3 separate regions of the Anser cygnoides genome follow, and all the other regions are linked to region 2. The links are chromatin contacts, called in public Hi-C maps. All regions are on one chromosome and are shown on one strand. Each heading gives the region's core, a stretch centred on a gene start, on an enhancer-like site or on the middle of the called end of the contact. The rest is flanking DNA. Distances are from core to core; before and after follow the strand shown. Region 1 holds the start of TCF25 (transcription factor 25). Region 2 overlaps FANCA (FA complementation group A). Region 3 holds the start of RPL13 (ribosomal protein L13).

Region 1 (3,539 bases), core at 82-2,581, 48 kb before region 2:
AGGCAGGAATATGCGACACCTTCTCTCTGCTTCTTGTGGGGCAACAACTGTCACTGCAAGGTACCTGCAGCAGCATTACCGTTTGGTCCGGCCGGTCTGCCTCTTCCCCGTTCCTCTGCCCATCGCCTTCTGTCTCCTCAGGTACGGACTCTTCATCGTTCCTCTCTGACGCATTGTGCTCTTTGAGCCTGGTATCTGCCCGCTCCTCTTTGGATGGGAGGTCATCCTCCGGTTCTTCACTGGTGATCTGTGCAAACAGAAGAACGAGCTGCAGCAGCAGGCGGCACAAAGCCGTGCTCTGCCCTCTCCCACACCCACAAGGACAAGACTGCACAGGCATCTGTTCTACTCACACCTGCAAAGGACAGAGCAAAGCACTGCAGGCGCAGACCAGGGCTCAGCTTCCCAGCTGCCCTCTCCAGCACACAGAGCGGGCACAGACGCTCATTTAAAGCCCAGCACCCAGCTGGGGCAGCCCAGCACCTGCCGACCAGCCAGAGGGGAGCACAGGGCCACGACCACGTGCCTGCTACACAGCACAGTGCACAGCCCATCTGGCCTCTTGCAAGAGGCTCCAAAGCCAGCCTTGTGCATGCTCCCACAACCAAGCCTCAGGGAAGCGCTGGGGCTGGCCAAGGTGCCCAGAGAGGAAACACTGGGCTCTGTCACCCCGGGGAGCCACCGGTGCCATCAGATCACCAGCACTGGGACACCACAGGGCTGGCAGGCTGGGGGCAGCAGTGCTCCAACTAAAACCGCCACCGCTGTCTGAGCGCCCCAGCGCTGAGCCCAGCTCCCCCAGCACAGCACAGCCCTGCCCCGTGCCCCCAGACCGGTGTCCCCCCGACCCCCCGGTGCCGCACGGCCCCGAGCCCACCCCTGTGCTCCCCCATCTCCCCCCCCAGCCCCCCCCACCTCCATCCCAGGCCTCCCGGACCCCCCTCACCCCCCCCAGCACCCCCAGCTCCTTCCCCGCAGCCCCCCCAGCACCCTCCCCAGAGCTCCGTCCCCTCGGCCACCCCCCGGCCTCTCCCTCCTCGAGCCCCGTCAGCGCCTCCCGGTCCCCCCCGGTCCCTCCAGGCCCCCGCCCGCCCCCCCCATATCCCCCCATATCCCCCCGACCCCCCCTCAGCCCCTCACCAGCTCAAAGCGGTTGCTGACGCCGCTCCGGCCCCGAGCGACCCCCTCCGGCCGCTGCTGCCCGCTCTCGGGGCCGTCGGCCGGGCCCAGCTCGCCCAGGCCCGGCTCCTGCTGGCCCCGCTGCTCGCCCCGCAGCCGCCTCAGGGCCCGCCGCGACATGGAGCCCCCGGCCGGGCCGCACCGCGCCTGCGCCGCCCGCAATGCGCACGCGCGCGCCTCCCAGCCTGTCCCTGTTCCCGCGCAGGCGCGGTGCGCGCCCCCGGGACTTGTTTCGCGCCCCCCCCGCGCAGCCCCAGCGTGAAATATGTCCCGGGGGGGGGGGGGGGGGCGCTGCTGTTCCATGGTGTCTGCGGGGGGGGGGCGGCAATGGGGAGCCCCGGGACGTGGGGGGGCACGGGGCTGGGACACACATACACACATGGGGGGGTGTCTGGGGACAGGGGTGTCTGGGGATGGGGGTGTCCAGGGACAGGGGTGTCTGGGGACAGGGATGTCTGGGGATGGGGGTGTCTGGGGACGGGGGGGTGTCTGGGGACATGGGGGTGTTTGGGGATGGGGGTGTCTGGGGACAGGGATGTCTGGGGATGGGGGTGTCTGGAGACATGGGGGTGTCTGGGGATGGGGGATTGGGCTGTGGGAAGGGGCAGGGGGACTTCCCCACGGTGCCCCCGGGGTCCACAGCCCGTCCCGCGGGGTGCTGAGCATGGCGGGGGGGCAGCCGCCCCAGCCAGGGCTGCCCCGGGACCCACGGGGCCGTGGCGGTGCGGAGTGGGGCCGTGGGACGGCCAGCTTTGAGGCCACAGGACACGGGGACAGCCCCACATCCCCCCAGCACCCCGCTTCCCGACCCCCCCCCCCCCCGAGCCCCCCAGCACAGGAGCCGCCGCTGTGGCCCCGAGGGGCAGCCCGGGATGGTTTATTAGCCAGGGGCCGCTATGTACAGAGAGCCGCGGGGCCGTAAGGCGTCCCAGCCCCACCAGGCCTTGGCACCGGAGCGGGGCTGGGGGGGCTGAGGGTGCCCCGGGGGGGGCCCATCCCCGAGGGTCCCCGTCCCCAAAGGGCCGTGCCAGCGTCCCCTCAGCGGCGGGGACAGGAGGCTCCCGCGGGGACGTGGGCTGGGAGACACGGAGCCGGCCTGCCGCTGGCCCCGCGCCCCCCTGGTCCGTCAGGTATATAAATATAGAGGCTGTGTGTATCCGTCTATGTATATATGTACATCCCGGCGGGGCCGGCGCCGGGCCCTCACTTGTACCAGGACTCGCAGCGGGCGGCGCGGCGCGGCGCGGCGTTGAGGACGGCCACGCTGCGGCGGCTGGAGCAGATGACGTCGGTGACGAAGCCGGTGCAGTCGCTGCAGACGTCGCGCAGGACGGAGCCCTGGGCGTAGATGTGGGGGAATTCCTCTTCCACGCGGCGCCAGCCCGGGCCCGGCAGCGAGCTGTGGGCACAGAGCGCGCCGTCAGCCCCAGCCGGGGAGGAGGAGGAGGCCGGGAGGAAGGCAGCGGAGGGCGCGGGGCCCTCGTGGGGTACGGGACTCACTGGAAGGTTTCCCTCCTGCGCAGCGGCAGGGCTTTGGCCAGCAGTGATCCCGGGAGGCTCTCGAAGCCCAGTGCGTAGACGGGGATGTGAGCCAGCTTCTTGGAAGGCATCTTCATCTGCCGGGGCGTGCAGGCGTCAGGGACAGCACCCATGGGTGCCCCCTCTGCCCTAGGGCCCAGCTGTGTGGGCTCAGCCCAGCCAGCCATGCCCGGTGCCTCTGTCCTGGCATCACCCCTACCGAGAGGACAGGGACGGGGACAGGGGCTGGTGGCACTGACCCGGGCAGGTCCCTTACCTTCAGGCTGCAGGAGGTGCAGACAGACCTGGGGACATGGAGAGAGGCTGCTGAGCAAGGCCAGCACCGCGGCACCCTCCCGCCACCCTCCCAGCACTGTGGTGCGGCACGGCACGGCACGGCACGGCACGGCATGGCACGGCGCTCACCGCTTGCAGAAGAGGCAGGCTGAGGGCCAGGAGAAGAGGGGGAACTTGGTGCGGCAGCAGCAGCAGACCTGCGGGCACAGGCAGGGTGAGCACCAGGGGGGCAGTGATGGGGCAGCCCGGCCCCTCCAGCCCCAGCTCCCACCTTCCCCTTCTTCAGGCTGTTGTAGAGCTCCTTGCTCTGCTGGAACTTCTCCATCTCCGCCTTGACCAGCACCCTGCGCACGTTGATCATCTCCTCCACCGTGAGGGCCAGGCTCTCCACGGGGTGGCTGAACTCCTGCGGGCAGAGAGGGGCTGTCACCCTGGCACGGGCACAGGGCGCCCAGTGTGGCGTGCCCCATGGGGTCCCCATGCAGTGTGCACCCCGTGCCGGGCTGTGCTCGCGGCCCCAGCCTCGCTGTCCCTGCTGTGGGCAC
Region 2 (3,622 bases), core at 423-2,922:
TGGACAGTAATGCTCTCTTTGATTAATGAATGTGCTTTGTAAGGAGGAACTGTTGGGCCTTTGTGAGCTGCATGGGGGAAAAAAAAATTGCTTCAGTAAAGGCTGAGAACATCCTGCTTCTACCCGACGGTACGGTGACCCGGCTGATGATTAGAGCTGGCTGAAACTCGGTATTGTTTCATCTGGTAGAGAAAGCCTAAGAGGGAACAGCTGTCTTCTAGCTGTCTTCTCTCAGGATCACCGCACCCTAGCGTCAGGGTTTAGTGTGGGCTGGGAGGAAGCTGTGCAGCCCCTGCGCTGCTGTAGCAGTACACGAGGTAGCATGAGGACCGCTGTAGATGCTTAGTGCTCCTCTCTGGCTGTTACAGGCTCCAGAAAATACTTGGTCCTGCGCAGTGCAGCCTCCGACTGCCACAGCCGGCTCTTGCCTCTTGCGTTCTACAGGTACCGAATGTCCTGCTGGTTTCAGGAGGAATGAGGGAGGATGTGGTGGGTGGCTGACGTGGACAGCAGCTGGCCTGTTGGCGAGCTGAGCTCCTACGTTAGCTGGGCAGGAGAGAACGCTGGATCATGGCAGGGCTACTGTTTTAGAAACCCCCCATCTCTTTTGCTAGAAGTTTCCCTTCATCTTTGTGCTTCAAATGGAAGTGTCCCAGGCTGTGTTATCGCTCCTGGCAGGGGGTGGCCCTGCACACAATGGGACTTGTGAAATAGATGGCAGCGGGAGCACTACCTGAATTTACCTCGTGTCTTGCTGTTAGAAACTAAGGTGGAATTGGCACTGACTGGGTACGTGTGTGACTTCCCATAGTCTCACCCCTGGCTTTGATCAGGAGCTGCTTGCTAGAGAGCAGCTCTTCCTCTACGTGGCGCTCGACCTCTACATCCAGCTGCTTCAGCTCTTTGTGGAAGGGAAGGACCTGCCCCAGACTGACCAGGTGGGACAAGGCCCAGACCCTGCGGAACACGTGAGTGAAGCTCAGGCTCTTTTTCCTCTCCTAACTGTGAATCCTATCCATTTTCCCTTCCCCCTGCTGCTTGCAGCGTCCCTCTTGTTCTTACTCTCCTGTACAAAGCGGTGGGATCGCGTGGAGATGCCTCTGCGGGCAGGCAGCGTGTTCCCAGCCTGGGGTGAGGGGCTGCAGGCGCTGCTGGTGCCTGAACCCTCAGCTGCCCCACTGCTGTCCTACTTGTACGGGGCCTTAGAATGGATGGAGCCCTTGAGCGAACGATCTGCTCAGCTTGTGCCTGGGCCGTGGGCACAGCCTGGTGGTCCCTGTGCCCCTGCTGGAGGCAGGGGCTGAGCGCTGAGTGACACCGCTGGGGGCTCGGCAGTGCCTCGTCTCGTCTGTTCCTCAGGGGGATCCCGTGGAGGTGATCTCGAAGGCCCGTCGGTTCCTGCTTGCTGCAATTCCTCGCTGCCCTACCAGAAGCTTTGGAAACGTAGGACCGGTGCGTTGAGCATTTTCTCTCCTCCCAGCCTGAGAGCCCAGTGTCTGAGCAGCACCAGCTTGTGTAGCCTTTCTTGCCACACTTCACTCGCTTAACGGGCGGCAGGCAGCGTGCTGCCGTACCAGGCATTGGAGCAGCAGCCACCTGCTGTTCGACCTGTGCTATAGCCACTGCCATCCCGCTGCCCTGCTGCAGGCTCTCAGCTCCGTTAAACATTACCCTCATGCTCTCTTGCTTAATGCTTGGTCTTACGGAAAGTGCCAGGCCCGGTTACGGGGCAGGTGGTGCAATCCCCACGCGCACGGCGCTGGCTGCCTGCAGCCCCTGATGGCCGCAGCGGTCAGCAGCAGCTGCCTGCACAACTCACTGCTGTTGCTGTAACTTGCTCTGAGGAAGCACGAGCGGGCCTAACACCCAACACGTGCCCTCTCCCCAGTTACTAGACGCGTGTGACCAACTTGACCCCGAGCTGGGAGCCATCCTCCTGCATCGCTCGAGGCCGGCCGCAGCTCTGGACCTGGACGAGGAGCTGGTTCTGTTCTGAGGGCCAGGCAGCGCCACCCTGCTGACTGGGGACAAGGGACAGACCCCGTGCTACCTTTCTGTCTCACCAGTGCTGTTTCTTTCCAATTACTTTGTAAATAATTTATTACAAGCATAACCATGAAGCTCTTGTTACAATAAAAAGTAGGTTACAAATTTCAATTTAGTCTTACTTTGGGAATTTTTTTTTTTTTAAACCAAAACAAAATGTCTGCTGAAAGTTGCTCCACTGTCCTAGGTACCCTTACAGCCACCTGCGGGCAATACTGTACAGGCAGCAGCTTGTGCAGGTCGGTAACAGTTGTGGGCCAACTCTGTTTCTACAACTGTGTGCGTGGGGAGAACGGGGACAAGAAAGGGGTGCTGCCAAACATCCACTCCCCTTGGATTAGACAGACTCTTAGTACAACACTGCTGAATCAGACGTGAGCATGGAGAATCACAGCATGATAACAAGCTTTTTCTGAGCAAGCTGAAGCTAATTCCACTGAGTTCTTTGGAGACTAAAATGTAGATTAAAAATCTCCACTCTGCTGTATAGTTTCTACAGGGCTGGACTGGGAAATCTGCCCCATCCCCCTCAGGTGGGCTCCTGCTGTGCAGTCACTTCTGGCTTTACTGCCTGGCTCTCTGAAGTCCCTGAAGTATTTAGGAGGAGAATAGGCTCTGGCTCCAGTGGCTTGGTTTTGTCCTGAGTCTGGGTCAGAGGGTGCACCATGGACATGTGGACGTTAAGGTTATGGGCCTTCTCAAAACGCTTCCCACACTGGTCGCAGGCAAACTCCAGCTCCGTCTCGGCTTTGTGTTTGGTCATGTGGTACTTGAGCGATGCGCGCTGCCGGCACTGGAACCCGCAGATTTCACACCTGCAAGGCAAGGCACAGGCTTAGCTCCCAGCCCAAGCTGTCTGGCACAGGGACCAGCTCACCTTAGGCTGTGCTGACCAGGACCTGGGGCTGCAGGAGAAGAACAAATGCCACAGCCTCAGGGGCTGGCTCGTAGCATCTCCTAAAACTGCCCGGGACAAGCAACACCCTAACCCTCAGGGCTGGAGCTGAGCAGTCGCCTGAACAGGAGCAGAAGGGGTGAGACCTGCTCAGCAAAGGGACGTGCTGGAGCTGGGGCACGCGCTGCAGAAGCGGATGAACATTTAAAGTGCTACAGGCAGGGCTGGGGGCAGGGAATTACCCTGTGCTAAGGACACCAGAGCTTCCTGACGCCTTCTGTCCCGTTTTTAGCTACGAACAGATGATGATGTGCACTTACTGGAGGGGCTTCGCTCCCGAGTGCCGCATCTGATGGACCGAGAGGTGTTTGCGTTGCTTAAAGGTCTGCCCGCATTCATCACAGATATAATTCCGTACCTCTGCAAGGGAAATGAGGAAAGGATGGCCGCTACTGCATGAACCACACACGAACAGCTGCCCACAGTTACTGGGGGAAGCTGAATTCCTCCCCCTGCCTCAAATCCCCCACACGATGGCTTCTTACAAGCTTCTGTGTCAGGATGACAGTTCTGCAGCCCCCACAGAGCCTTGCTACAGCGCCCATCAGCCTCGTGCAATGAATCAGTTGGCACTGCTCACACCCATCCCCAGTGTGATCAGGACTGTGCAGACCCACCTGT
Region 3 (3,652 bases), core at 551-3,050, 49 kb after region 2:
CCACCGGTGCCACCATTTAACTCTGATAGGTGCCAGATGAATTTATGGAGCCGGCACATGGCAACTGTTGGTCGCTGAACAGGGAAAGCTCCGTTAAAAAAATACTTTTGGTAACATCCTTAAGCAATAAGCTCGTTTTCTGTTTAAGAACATCTATGTTCCATTTTATATCCCAACATTATCTGAACGTTAAAGGAAAGCAAAGTAATGAAGCATTTGGCATTCAGAAGTACAGCTTTACTGCTTCGATGCGCTAATTTCACTGTTATAAATGCTTTAATTAGGCACTAAACAACACGCAAGAGGCTGGGGATACTGGCTGCCAGCAGTCGCTAACGTTTACTCCTGCTGCGTGGAACCAGGCCGGTGGGGCTTTCTGCGGGCCACCTCCCTCTCAGCTCACCACCAGCAGCTCCTCAGCTGAGCGCCACCTGGGAGGATGGCACAGCACCTTTTGCTGAAGCAAGGCGAGGGCGCTGAAAGCTTCCCCCAGTCTTTGCAGAGACCACGACCTACTCGTTCTACAGCACAAACGGGTCCACACCCACTACATTCTGTAGGGTTTGCAGTAACGTGTTTTATAAAGGAAGAGACATTTAACAACAAAACCTGCCAGTCCTTTTACTTAAATTAAGTTCAGGAGACCCTCTACCAGAATTCACCCACTGCCAGAATCTGATTTTAATATTTTGTTTTAACTGACAGTCTGACCAGGCACACCAGTATTTACTTTTTAAGTTAACCTTTCACTCTGTCGTGTTACTGCTTCCCCATGCCACAATTACAAAAAAAAAAAAAAAAAAAGACTAACATTTTGTATGCTTCTCCACAACCCACAAGAACAGCAACCGGTCCCTGGCTATGTGCAAGCTCAGCCAGTGCAAGCAGATACTGACACTTCAGTACACTGCAGCCACTCGTGACTTAATTTTACGCAAAAGAACAGGACGACGGAGCTCAAACTCGAGAGCTGGCCTTACCGGGCCGGGACAGCTCCTCCGTACTTACTTTCAGCTCCTCTAGGCTGAAGCCTCTGCCAGCACGGACTTTTTTGTGGTACCTGACGGTCGGGCACCTCACGATGGGCCGGACGGGCCCAGCCACGGGCCGAGGTGCGATGCGGCGAGCCTTTGCCTGGCGAGCCTTCCTCCTGGAGCGGGGGGCAGAGACCCGTCAGGGGCAGAGCCCTCCTGCCACCCCCCCCAGCCGCACCGGGGGCTCCCCAAACCCCCCCCCCCCCCCCCCCCCCCCCCGGCGGCTCCGGCAGTCATCAGCCAGGCAGGGTTCAAGCTCTCATCACGGCGCTGCAGCGATTCCGGAGGTTTCGCATCATCTGACCGCAGCCGGAGCCGCCCCGCTCCCCACTCCCCGCTCACCTGCGGATCTTGCGGGCGGGCTGGTTGAACCAGGTGGCCACCCGCCGCTGCCAGTCCTTGTGGAAGTGCGGCTTCAGGATCATGCCATTGCGGCTGGGCGCCATGGCGGCTGCGGCCTGCGGACACGGACATGGCTGGGCGCGGATCGCGCGGCATCGACCGGCCCAAAACCCCTCCGAGGCGTCCCCCGGGTCCTGCCCCGCTCCCCCGCGGGGCCCCGAGCGCCGCCCGGCGCGGCCCCGGCCGGATGGCGGCGGATGGAGCCCCGCGGCGCCGCCACTCACCTCCTGCCTGCGAAGATGGCCGACCGGAAAAGGGAAGCGCGGCCACTGCGCGCGCCGGAAGTGCGGAGGAGGCTCCGGGAAGATGGCGGCGCCGGAAGGGGCTCGTGGCGGCTTCACCTTGCCCGCACTCAAGATGGCGGCGGCTTTAAAGGGCCCCGCACCCGGGGGTAGGACGGCTCCCAGCTCCGGCCCGACCCCGAGCAGGGGGCTTGGAACCAAGGCCCGAGGGCTGGGGGGGAGATGGCGGGGGCCTGGAAGATGTCAGAGGGGTCCCGCAGGGTACAGACAGTCCTCGAGGAGTAACCCAGGACCGACAGTCCTGCCTGAAGGGGCCTGGCCCGGCCGGAGGACACCAGGCACCCAGCTCTTCTCCGCAGGGCTGGGTCCCAGCATCGCACCGTGGGCTCACGGTGGGTTGGGAAGGGGGGGTTTTCCCCTCGATCTCTGCTTCTGCGACCCTTGCGATAAAAACCAAGTATATGCCAGTGAAAAGAAAGCCCACGTCCTGTGCAACCCCGTACCTGCAGCACGCACTTCGCCATGCCTTGACACACCGTACAAACAACAGCACGTTAGAGGATTTATTCTAGTGCAGTCTGGTTTTCAGCTTCTATTTTATGTCCAGCAGCAAAGACAATCAAAGGTTACGGTGGAGTCACATAACTGCAGCCAGCTCAGTCTCCCAGGGGTTCGCTGCTGACCACTCTGGCACCGAGGGCAATGGCAGCGCACCCCTGGCACCCCACACGGCACAGCCAGAGGTAGCTGACAAGGGCTCCACAGCACATTTCATCCCTAAGAACACGTAAACAACATCCCTGTGTACAAGAAATCCTTCCAGCAGATTAGACTTACCCAACTCCTAACCACTACTACCCTGCTGGGAATCAATTTCAAAATCCTAAGGAGTTCTCCTTCCTGCAGGGAAAAGCTTGTTACAAGAGCCAGCGGAGCCATCCCTTCGTTTTTGGGGAACGGCATCACAGAGATTCCCTACTCGGTATCTTTGATTCCGGAGCTGAAGAGGGAAAGGGTCTGTGTTCAAAAGAAGCCTCTGGAGTCCTCCCATTCCACATAAAGAGGGGGCTTCACACTGGTCTCAGGCGTGGTTCCTCCTCCTCCTCGTGGTTTGGTGGCTGCTGGGGCATTTCTTCGTCTCTCGTGTCTTGCTTGTCTCTCTCTGCTTGAAGCCAGCTCTGAGGAGCTATCATTTTCTTCGGCCCGTAGGGTGGAGGCCCAATCAAAGCTTCGATGTCATCATAATTTATCACTTCTTTCTCCAGGAGGGCATTAGACAGCTATAAAGAGTAAATAAGGCATAATGAGGCACAGAGGTCTGAAAACAGCCCCTCTGAACTGACCTGACCTCTCCCTGCCAGCTCAACTTGGACCTCCACATCTGGCCACAGCACGTGCTGGAGCCCGCAGGGAACAGGGCCCCAGCCACCACGCTGCAGCCGGTGCGACCCGAGCGCCCGCCGAGCCGGTACAAAGCTCTCCGGGCAGCCGGCACCTTTCACAAGCGTGTTTTTGGCCAGAAACGCCAAGTATGACTGGAGGCGATAAAGCCTGCTTTAGGAAATGATTCGGCAAGGCAGAACCGCGGGGACGATCGGGGAAGCGCCCTCACTGCCGCTGTCCCGGCACCTGTGGCCCTGCCTAAGGAGGCAGAGCGACGGCAGACGAGGCTGGAGCCAGACCCGGACCCCTCCCCTGCGCACAGAACGCGTCCCAGATAGCGGAGCTGTCCCTGCAGGCACGGGCTGAGGGTCACCAGGAAGGTGCTCCCCGGGAATGCCAGCTCTCCAGCCCCTCCGCAAGCAGGGCCGCGCTCGAGCAGCAGGTGGCTGTCCCCCCCGAACCGCCCCGTTCTGCTGACGACAGGCGACACACTGGCCTGGCAAACGGAGCGCTCTGTAGATACTTTGGCTTGACTTAAAAGGTTTTTCTCCGCTGACCCTCCAGCAAACATCTGATTGCTGTTAAATGAAA

What was found. Hi-C and Micro-C count contacts between places; a contact is called where the count stands out from the background.
Region 1: a contact with region 2 is called in a Hi-C map of liver, with 6 times the contacts expected there. The contact joins the promoter of TCF25 here to the enhancer-like site in region 2. A contact is called at or near these places in 3 of 7 Hi-C or Micro-C datasets (all in liver).
Region 3: a contact with region 2 is called in a Hi-C map of liver, with 5 times the contacts expected there. The contact joins the promoter of RPL13 here to the enhancer-like site in region 2. A contact is called at or near these places in 2 of 7 Hi-C or Micro-C datasets (both in liver).

What each region holds. Positions count from the first base shown.
Region 1 is chr12:1,380,107-1,383,645 of Taihu_goose_T2T_genome, forward strand. It overlaps TCF25 (transcription factor 25), which reads right to left and starts at 1,332. Exons shown (of 18, transcript XM_067004367.1): 1 at 1,141-1,332; 2 at 80-247. The coding sequence starts at 1,299. SPIRE2 (spire type actin nucleation factor 2) reads right to left here. Exons shown (of 15, transcript XM_067004449.1): 11 at 3,266-3,400; 12 at 3,124-3,191; 13 at 2,975-3,002; 14 at 2,680-2,795; 15 at 2,028-2,578. The coding sequence ends at 2,383.
Region 2 is chr12:1,427,364-1,430,985 of Taihu_goose_T2T_genome, forward strand. FANCA (FA complementation group A) reads left to right here. Exons shown (of 43, transcript XM_067004304.1): 40 at 369-444; 41 at 812-938; 42 at 1,360-1,452; 43 at 1,889-2,157. The coding sequence ends at 1,996. It overlaps ZNF276 (zinc finger protein 276), which reads right to left. Exons shown (of 11, transcript XM_067004307.1): 9 at 3,619-3,622; 10 at 3,262-3,361; 11 at 2,083-2,861. The coding sequence ends at 2,576. Among named protein-coding and RNA genes, the nearest start is that of ZNF276, 8.3 kb to the right of the region's middle. Within about 2 kb of position 1,673, at least 3 of the 3 cell types and tissues checked have open chromatin away from gene starts, as enhancers often do. A contact at or near this core is called in liver, where this site is marked.
Region 3 is chr12:1,475,849-1,479,500 of Taihu_goose_T2T_genome, forward strand. RPL13 (ribosomal protein L13) reads right to left here and starts at 1,801. Exons shown (of 6, transcript XM_048075062.2): 1 at 1,661-1,801; 2 at 1,377-1,492; 3 at 1,009-1,150. The coding sequence starts at 1,480. SPG7 (SPG7 matrix AAA peptidase subunit, paraplegin) reads right to left here. Exons shown (of 17, transcript XM_048075057.2): 17 at 2,228-2,958. The coding sequence ends at 2,749. LOC125184154 (small nucleolar RNA MBII-202) reads right to left here and starts at 1,332; the gene lies at 1,255-1,332.